Linked DNA regions of Ovis aries: region 1 is linked to region 2. Evidence: chromatin contacts called from public Hi-C data. All regions are on one chromosome and are shown on one strand. The core of a region is the stretch at or near the end of the contact, and the rest is flanking DNA. Distances in the headings are between cores, read along the strand shown. Region 1 overlaps LOC101116529 (O-acyltransferase like protein-like). Region 2 overlaps ALPK2 (alpha kinase 2).

Region 1 (4,388 bases), core at 1,351-3,850, 470 kb after region 2:
TCTACGGGCTCCCTCGGAGGCGCCCTGGCAGCTGGATGCGCTGACTGCTGGCATTTAGGGTGTTTAGTGAAGGAAGCGCTGGTTTCTTCCAAGGCCTCTCTCCTTGGCTTGTAGTCGGCCGTGCCTCCTCACGTGGTCTTCCCTGTGGGCTCTCTGTGTGCTAATCTCTTCTTATAAAGACACAAGTCCCACTGGATTAAGATGCGCCCCAATGACTGACCTCATTTCACCTTAATTATCTCTCTAATGACTCCATCTCCAAACGGAGCCACACTCTGAGGTCGTGGAGGTTAGAATTTGCAGGGCTGGGGGACACGATCCAGCCCATAGCAGTCTGTCCTAGGAAGCTTTTAGTAGTTTTTGCAGCTGTGATGGCCAGCGGAGATGTGTCTGACTCCCGAGTAGAGGTGGCACGGCTTGGGCTCCAGTTCCCCAGGGAGTGAGACAATATTTACTCAAGTGCACGGGGGTTTTTATTGGATGGCCTGACCAGATGGTTTGCCAGCCACCCACCCACCAAGGACAATGAGTTCTCAGTACCTCTGCACTCTAGGTCTGCTGGGAACCTGCTTGAGTGTCCCTGTGACCGAGACAGCCTGGCCCTGGGGTCAGCATCTTTCTGAGGGGCCGTCATGGGAAGAGGGTCTCAGTTCCTCACCTGGAAACCGGTGCCGCCCAAGCCTGTGACTGTGCTACTGCGTTTAGCCTCTAAATGGAAGGGGTATAATAGGTAGGGCGTTTTCCCCTCAGAGAACACATTCGTGTAGAATTCTAGTAATTCAGGGAGGATGGAACTGGAGGGTCTGCAAAAGGCGTGATGAATTGGGACTTCCTGGTGGCCGGTGGTTAAGAACCTGCTCGTTCATTGCGGGAAGTGTGGGTTCGATCCCCGGTCAGGGAACTAAGATCCTGCATGCTTCCTGGGGGTGGCGGTGGTAGTTGTTCAGTCGCTAAGTTGTGTCCTTTGGCGACCCCATAGACTGTAGCCCCACCAGGCTCCTCTGTCCATGGGATTTCCCAGGCAAGGATACTGGTGTGGGTTGCCATTTCCTTCTCCAGGGGATCTTCCCTACTCAGAGATTGAGCTCACATCTCCTGCATTGGCAGATGGGTTCTTTACCACTGAGCCATGGTTCAGCAAAAAAAAGAAGACATGGTAAATATAGAACATGGTTACCGTACCCGCCCTGCTCACACTCATCCATGGCAGGCATTACTAGTCAATTACTGCACCACTGAGCTAAGACGCCTCTTCTGCTCCTGAGCACAAACTGAACTAGAATTGGCGCTCTAGATGCTGATTCACTCCCTAAGTCACTGTGGTGTGAAGCGAATGGCATCTCATCTCCTCCTCACGAGGAACCATGGCAACTTCAGCACTGGACTAGGATCGCCAAAGGCAGGGTTGTACCTGGTTGGTCTGGCATCCGTGTTGGGCATTTCTTCCACTGCAGACCCTCCTGGTCCTAACCCTCCTGATTCCCAGTAGATATAACCAGATACTGTCTCACCCTGAGCCTCTGTCCCTACACCTCATTTCCTGCCTCAGAACCGAACCCTCTCAGCCTGTGTACAGAGTCCCAAATTTTGGAGGAATTAATTTTGTGGGGCCACCTTTGACCCAAGGGGCTAGAAGATGGTAGGAAAATGCTTCTTTCTTTCACCCCCTTAGGACAGTTTTGAGGTGCATTTCAGAAGGCTCCACAGAACATTCTGGAAGAACTGAGCATTGACCACCGTGATAGGGCCTTGCATTGGCCTTCCTTGTTCCCCACCCCTGCCCTCATTCTTACCTCCACATGAACCACCTGAACCCTGACACTGGTCAGATTTGCGTTTGGATTGGGGGAAGGATCCCCGGGTCCCCCTGTTACTCTGTCCCCCTCTGCTGTGTCTCACTTGTGCCTGCCAATCATCTCTCTCCTGAATCAATCACCACTTCTTAATTTTTTTTTATTATTATTACTTTTTATTTTTCTTTTTGTCGCACTTAGCGGCATGTGGGATCTTAGTTCCCCTACCAGGGATGGAACCCGTGCCCACTGCAGTGGAAGTACGGAGTCTTAGCCAGTGGACCCCAGGGCGTCCCTCCACTTCAGTCCCTCTAGTGCTTCCTGGGTGGCAAGGGACTTTCCCAAGCACGGTCTCATCACGGTAAATTTCAGCAGAAGATGAAGCTATTCTAAGGCAAGGATTTCACTGCCCAGGACTGGGCTGCTAATAAGTGCTCGACACTGAAGTGTAACTCAAGCTTTTTAACTCCAGCCCAGCTCTGGACACACTTGGCCCCAGGCCAGCCTCTCTCGAAGGCAGGCTGGCAGGAAGCACCTCTGGTTGCCAAGTCTGCCAGCCTTCGGTAGCCCCAGAGTGAGAAGGAAAGTGAACGTGCTCTCTTCTTTGCAGAAGTCAGCGTGCCCTCGTCCTGCTCGGGGCCACGCTGCTCCTGGCATCTTGCACCGCCTCTGCTCTGCTCACACTGGCTCACAACCTTCCGGTGGCAGCTCCGTCAGAAGCCAGGTAACTGCCGCGCTTCCCAGCCCGCCAGCTCTGTCCCTCACCTCCCCTCAGGATGGCCAGGACCTCCCAGGCAGGGCTGCTGAGTGGATGCCAGGCTCTTAGCCCTGTGCACGTAGGCTCCTGCGGAAATGTGGGCGGGAACTGTTCGGCCTGGATGGGAAAGTTCGTTGTGTGTTTGTTTCCAAACCTCTGACTCTTTTCAGCTGGCGCTGGGGATCTGCTCTGAACACAGGGAGCTCACTCTTGCCCACTGAAACGCTTCTGGGAGGAAAGGGGTGCCCCCACGTGGCTGTATGGCGTTTCTCCTCCAGTGGCGAACTGCAGCTTGGAAGCTCTATTGAGGGATGGAGAAACAGAAATTTAACGAAGTTGGGGTTGCCCCTTCAAGGTCACATGCCTAGTGAGTGGCACAGGTGTGAGCTGAACCTAGGACCTTACCACTGCGCTAGTTTGCCTTTCCAACAGGGTATGTGTAGCAGTTCTTTCTCAGTACCACCTGAGTCTTCTGCAGGAAAAACCGGTGAGATTTCCCGCTCATCTGTTCTCCGTGCAGCAGTCAGGCTGATGCAGGTGGAAACCGGATGCTGTCAGTCATCTGCTCAATCCTCCCATTGTTCTCAGGGCAGAATCCCTGTCTGGCCTCGTCTGTCTCTCCCCCACCCGCTGACTCTGGACCAGTCTCAGCAGCCTCCTTCCCTCCACACAACCAACAGGCTCCCTCCTCAGGGCCCTCGAACTTGCTGCTCCCTCACACGAGAACGCTGTTCCTCTGGAATCCAGATCTGGGCTAGGCGAGCTCCTCCACTCCCTACAGGCGTCTGTACATGTCTCAGAGCAGCCTTCACGGACCTCCCAGGGTGAACTAGCCCAGAGCCATGCGAGGCGCAGAAGTGCTCAAGGGACTGACTTCCCTGGCAGTCCAGTGGGTGGGACTCCATGCTTCCACTGCAGGGGGCAAGGGTTTGATCCCTGGTCGGGGAACTCAGATCCCACATACCGCACAGGATGGCCAAAAAGAAAAGAAAAAGTGCCCAGAATGCACTGTGAGTGGAACAGATGAGTGGCTGAGTGAGCACACCCCAGGCTTTTAGACCGGAGAGGTGCCATGCCCTTCCCATCACGTCATCAGCTTCTGTGCGCACAGCCGGGTGGCCGAGAAGGAGGCTGGCTCCTGCTTTGCCTGTGGTTCTCAACCCCAGACGCAAATGAGAGTCACCTGTGGGTTGGGGGCGGTGGGATGGGGGTGGGGATTGACATCTCACCGATGCTTCCAGCAAGCACCACCCTGGGCCAACTGAATGTGAGTCTCCAGGGCTGGGGCCCAAGCCACCCAATTTTGTGAGAGCTTCCACGAAGAGGTTCACGTCTTTAAGAAGGGGTCTACTTCTGGGAACCATGTTTTTAGAGCTATCCTGACATGCCAGCCACTGGAAACAGCTATTTTAAAAGAAGGCAGTCATCACATTTCCTTGGGTCCCAGGTTGGAGGGCCCCAAGGGAGTTTGGAATTTGAGAAACCAGCGTGGCCCAAGGCAGGATCGTGAGGGTGCTGTCTGCAGACCATCACCGAAGACGTGAACTCCTGTACTCCCAGCGTCTGGCTTTGCTGATTGCCCCAGTGTACGTCTGAGAGATGTCCAGATGAGATGCAGCCTTTGGCCTCACGTCCTCGTGTTTTTCAGGGAAGAGGCAGCCAGACGGTACTTCCTGGAGTACTACACGAAGCCCTACTGTCGGTACGGGCCGTTCCTCGTGGGCCTCTTACTGAGCGTTTTCATGCACCCAGACCACCAGGCAAACGTCCTCAGAACCAAGGTACGTGGCTTCCCCATGCCGCGCTGTAGGAACCAGGTTCACCTGGGGTCAGACTGC
Region 2 (4,367 bases), core at 174-2,673:
TGTCTAAGGAAGCAATGAAGACTCCATTTTGAAAATTTCTTCTCTGCTCTTAGAAAAAGATGAAGCAATTGTAGCATCTATTTACCACTAAACGCATGCTAAAAGACCCTTGGCTTTGTTTGAAGGTTCCTCAACCTCTTAATTTGTCAAGTTTCTGGTTTTATAAATTTATTAAAGACAGCTAGTATAATTTGGATATGAGCTCTTAAAAAAAAAAAAAAAAGTCCCACTTTTTGCTACCTAAAATTCCTTGAGCTCTGCAATGCACAAGGTGAAAAAGAACTTGAGATTAAAAATAAGGATGGGAAGGACGGCTGTTGACACCTAGCGTACAGAACCTGGCCAGACTAAGATGCTGAGAGATGACAACCAGGGTCAACGTCAGAGCTGGGGATTAGGGAGGAGGATGAAACCTGGACCAGCCAAGCAGCATGGCTAAGCGCCAGGCACAAAAGGCATCTCAACAATAAGTTATTTGCTGGGGTCTTCCCTGGGGGTCCAGTGGTTAGGAATCAAGCCTACCAATGCAGGAGACACAGGTTCGATCCCTGGTCCGGGAGGACCCCACATGCTGAGGGGCAACTGGGCCCTCGAGCCACAGTTAGTGCATCACGTACCACAACGAAAAGATCCCTGCGTGACACAAGCAGGCGTCCACATGGTGCAACTAAGACCCAACACAGCCAGGTAAGTATTTTAAAAAAACTAAGTTATTTGTTGAACATTCATCCATCTTGCTCTTTGATCACAGTTGTCTTTGCTGAAGATATCCTAATGGATTTCAGTGATGCCTGCTATCAATTAGCAGCAGAACTGTCTACCTGAATCAAATAGGAGCAATACAGAAACAACTGCCAAGGGTTAGGTGACATTCAGTGTTCTTTGAATGTCACCTTTTAAAATCACGGATGATCATGTGTCTAAAGGTAGATTATCTAATTCATTCAAGATAGACTTGATATTCTATTTTTTTGCTGACACTGTTTTTAGTAGTGAACTTATAATCCTTATTTTTTAGAAATTATAACAGGAGTAGGAATGTTAACGGGCTTTCCTGATAGCTCAGCAGTAAAGAATCCACCTGCCAATGCAGGAGACACGAGTTTAATCCCCGGGTGGGGGAGATCCCCTGGAGAAGGAAACGGCAACCCATTCCAGTATTCTTGCCTGGGAAATCCCAAGGAGAGAGGAGCCTGGTGGGTTACAGACCATGGGATCGCGGAATCAGATACACGACTTAGCCACGACAATGTGTATTAATAAATATCCATCCCTCTCAGGAAATTGTGATCTTGAAGAAAACCAAACCAGGGAGGAGAGCTTGGCACACCGGGTGAGTGTGTAATTACTCAGGGTAGCCACTGGGCAGCAGCATAGACCAGAGGAGGATGGCTAACACCAAGTGGTCAGAACAGGGCAGGCAGTGAGGTTACTGGACGTGTCAGGGGTGATCTATTACGCACCAAGTTCCACAATTACACAGCCGTGGTTGTGCTATATAATCCACAGCCAGAAGTCATCAACACGGAGGTGGTTTCTCCGTTGCCTCAGATCCCACTGCTGTGAAATCTTCAGTGTGCCTCCCCTCTTGGCTACAGATAAGCTTTTAAATACACATTACATAGCCAAGCTAATTTTTCTTCCCAGGAACTAATATGGGATGCTCAGGTAATGAATTCTTCAGTTAGAGAGTATCTCCAGGCACTAACGATATTACGGGAGAAAGATGAGCTATACCGAGTCCTACAGATGACAAAACCCATCTCACAGGTGCCCTGACCCCCACTGTCAAGATCTTGGTCCAGGGTCTTGACCACACCCGTCACCCCACTTGGGACGCATTTCCTCCAGGACCCTTCATGGTGGATTTCCTGACACCTAAGTGTTCCTAAGTCTGCCAGCCCTGTCCACAGCCGGCTGTGGGTTCTGAAGACAGAAACCGGGATGGGGGATTCAGGGCAAGGCATAATGTGGCCGGCTGAGCTGAATGAGGGTCAAGGAGAGAGAGGCTCGATCAGGCAGCCACGGGGCTTTGGGAGAGGGCCCCCTTTTGTGTGGGATGGGTAGGGGGAAAAAACAGATGAAGGAGCTGAAATGAGGCCCAAGAGGGAAGCTGGGTTTATCTTCTGTGTATATCCTGGCCAAGGGTTGAGGGCAAAGGATTGAGAAGTCCCCTGGTGATGATAAAGCTTTGGCTGTACTAAGCTTTGAGTATCAAAGTTTACTCAGTTTGTCCTTTCAGTCATCCAAGTCATCCCTCACACCCAACACCGCCTCCCTGCCCCCAAGGGAGGGGCTTCCCGGGGCTGCAGCCCTTCGCCCCTGGGGAGGTCGAGCAGCTCCAGATCAAACCCTCCGACAGCACCTGGTCGGTCCTCTCTCCCGCGGAGACGGACAACAGTTCCAAACGTGACTCCCACCCCCACCGCCTCTGGGCTGAAACCACTCTATTCTTTAAAGCACAGTTCCACTCTATTTAAATGTTTTGAAACATATCACTAGAATACGGTTGGATACCTCTTCGGGAAGTCATTTCATGTGTGGTCCCTTTCTGCAGCCGAGGCTGCGGGCCCCTCTGACACGAATGGGGAGTGAGGTCTCCGCTAAGGAGCCTCTCCCTGGCGTTAGAGGGCTGCAGCGTTGTGCCCCAGTCCAGGGCTGGCGTGTTACGTCACCACCATCTCTTCTTTTACCAGGTTGTGTGGGAAAGAGCTTGGAAAGAGGTGGCTGCAATCTTGGGTTATGGGATGCAGTTTGGCGTTGATGCGATTCCCCCAAGCAAAGCAAAGCTGACTGCAGTTACCAGGACTCTGAGCCCCCAGGAGTCTGAAACTTGAAACAGAGACCCTGGGGACTTCAGACGAAAAGGGCAGGGTGAGATGAAAAGAAATTTTATACTTAAACTTGAAAGAAAACCCATGCCACTTTTAACAGAAAAGATGGTTACAGACTCCCGGATTGTACCTAAATGTTTTGTAAATCTTGTTTGGCACGTGGTCTAATTATACCAGTTAGCTGCACTGGTTGATGTTTTGAATTTTTAATCTTATTTGAAGTAACATTATAACGGGCAGAAAGTATACAGCCACTCGCTATGCACTAAAGATTTCTTCTCACAGGGCCGCGACAGGTTCCGCCCAAGCTACCCGTCCCGGAGGACAGAGCCTCCCGGCCACGGGCAGCCCAGCCATCTTGTCCACCTTTTGCCCTGCCCTGCCTCTGGAAGTGAGCACGGTGAAGAGCTGCAAGCGCAAGATACAGAGTGCACTCTACACCAGAACCACTCCATCGCTTAAAACTGGCCTTGTCAATCTCCTTTCCAAATAAAGCTTTTCCCTCCCTCTCACCAAAACTCCGGCGTTTGGCTTCTCTGGTGGCTCAGTGGTAAAGATTATCGCCTGCCAATGCAGGAGACACAGGTTCAATCCCTGGTCCAGGAAGATGCCACGGAGCAGCTAAGCCCGTGTGCCGCAGCTACTGACGCCTGCACTCCGCAACACGAGAAGCCGCCGCACCGAGCAGCCCGAGCTCCAAGCTAGAGAAGAGTTCTCGCAGCGGAGACCTCGCCCAGCCAAAAATAGATGAAAAAAATTACAGCACGTGTTGTCGCCTGTAACTGGGTTCAGATGTAACTATTCTTTTAGAGACCTGGACTTGGGTGATCAGGGTCCCTCTCCTCCTCTAAACCTAAGTCCAATCTTCTGCCTTTCTGCAGCTCCTGATGCGGAAGAGCCACACAAAGGCTGAACACCTCTCTCATCGTGTCTGCAACACCTTCTTCCGTGGGAGTGAGTCAGGCTAGCAAACTCCTCCCCTCCCATCTCAGCAATCTTCAGCTCCCATTCAGACCTCCTTCTAGATACACTGCGCTCTGAGCAAACTTGGTTTCCAAAACTTCGGAAAGTTTTTCCCCCTAGAAAGCGTTTTTAAACTTTCCCACACCACGGAATTCCCATTCACCTCTTTGAGGGCCTCCAGTGTTAAAAGCACCAGTGAGCTCCTTGGTGGCTCAGCGGTAAAGAAAGCTCCTGCCAACGCAGGAGACACAAGAGATTTGGGTTTGATCCTTGAGTCAGGAAGATCCTCTGGTGTAGGAAATGGCAACCCACTCCATTATTCTTGCCTGGAGATTCCTATGGACAGAGGAGCCTGGTGGGCTACAGCCCACGGGGTTGCAAAAGAGACAGACCCAACTTAGTGACTAAACCACCACCAAGGCCATGACGCACCCAAGGGCACGCGCCCATGTTGGTCAGAGTGGGACTGAAAGCTCAGTCCTTTTATATGCTGTGATACAGCCTCTTAGTACAAACCGTTTATTCATAAAAGGAACAAGGCATTACAAGATTCACTGCCTCAAAAGACAT

The links. Hi-C and Micro-C count contacts between places; a contact is called where the count stands out from the background.
Region 1: a contact with region 2 is called in a Hi-C map of muscle, with 6 times the contacts expected there. The contact joins two enhancer-like sites. A contact is called at or near these places in 4 of 16 Hi-C or Micro-C datasets (hypothalamus, muscle, skin fibroblasts and 1 more).

What each region holds. Positions count from the first base shown.
Region 1 is chr23:58,437,316-58,441,703 of ARS-UI_Ramb_v3.0, forward strand. LOC101116529 (O-acyltransferase like protein-like) reads left to right here. Exons shown (of 15, transcript XM_042239132.2): 11 at 2,404-2,517; 12 at 4,199-4,331. Among named protein-coding and RNA genes, the nearest start is that of SEC11C, 48 kb to the right of the region's middle. Within about 2 kb of position 2,601, at least 29 of the 54 cell types and tissues checked have an H3K27ac peak or open chromatin away from gene starts, as enhancers often do. A contact at or near this core is called in muscle, where this site is marked.
Region 2 is chr23:57,969,503-57,973,869 of ARS-UI_Ramb_v3.0, forward strand. The region is part of intron 5 of ALPK2 (alpha kinase 2); the gene reads right to left. Among named protein-coding and RNA genes, the nearest start is that of ALPK2, 100 kb to the right of the region's middle. Within about 2 kb of position 1,424, at least 1 of the 54 cell types and tissues checked has an H3K27ac peak or open chromatin away from gene starts, as enhancers often do. A contact at or near this core is called in muscle, where this site is marked.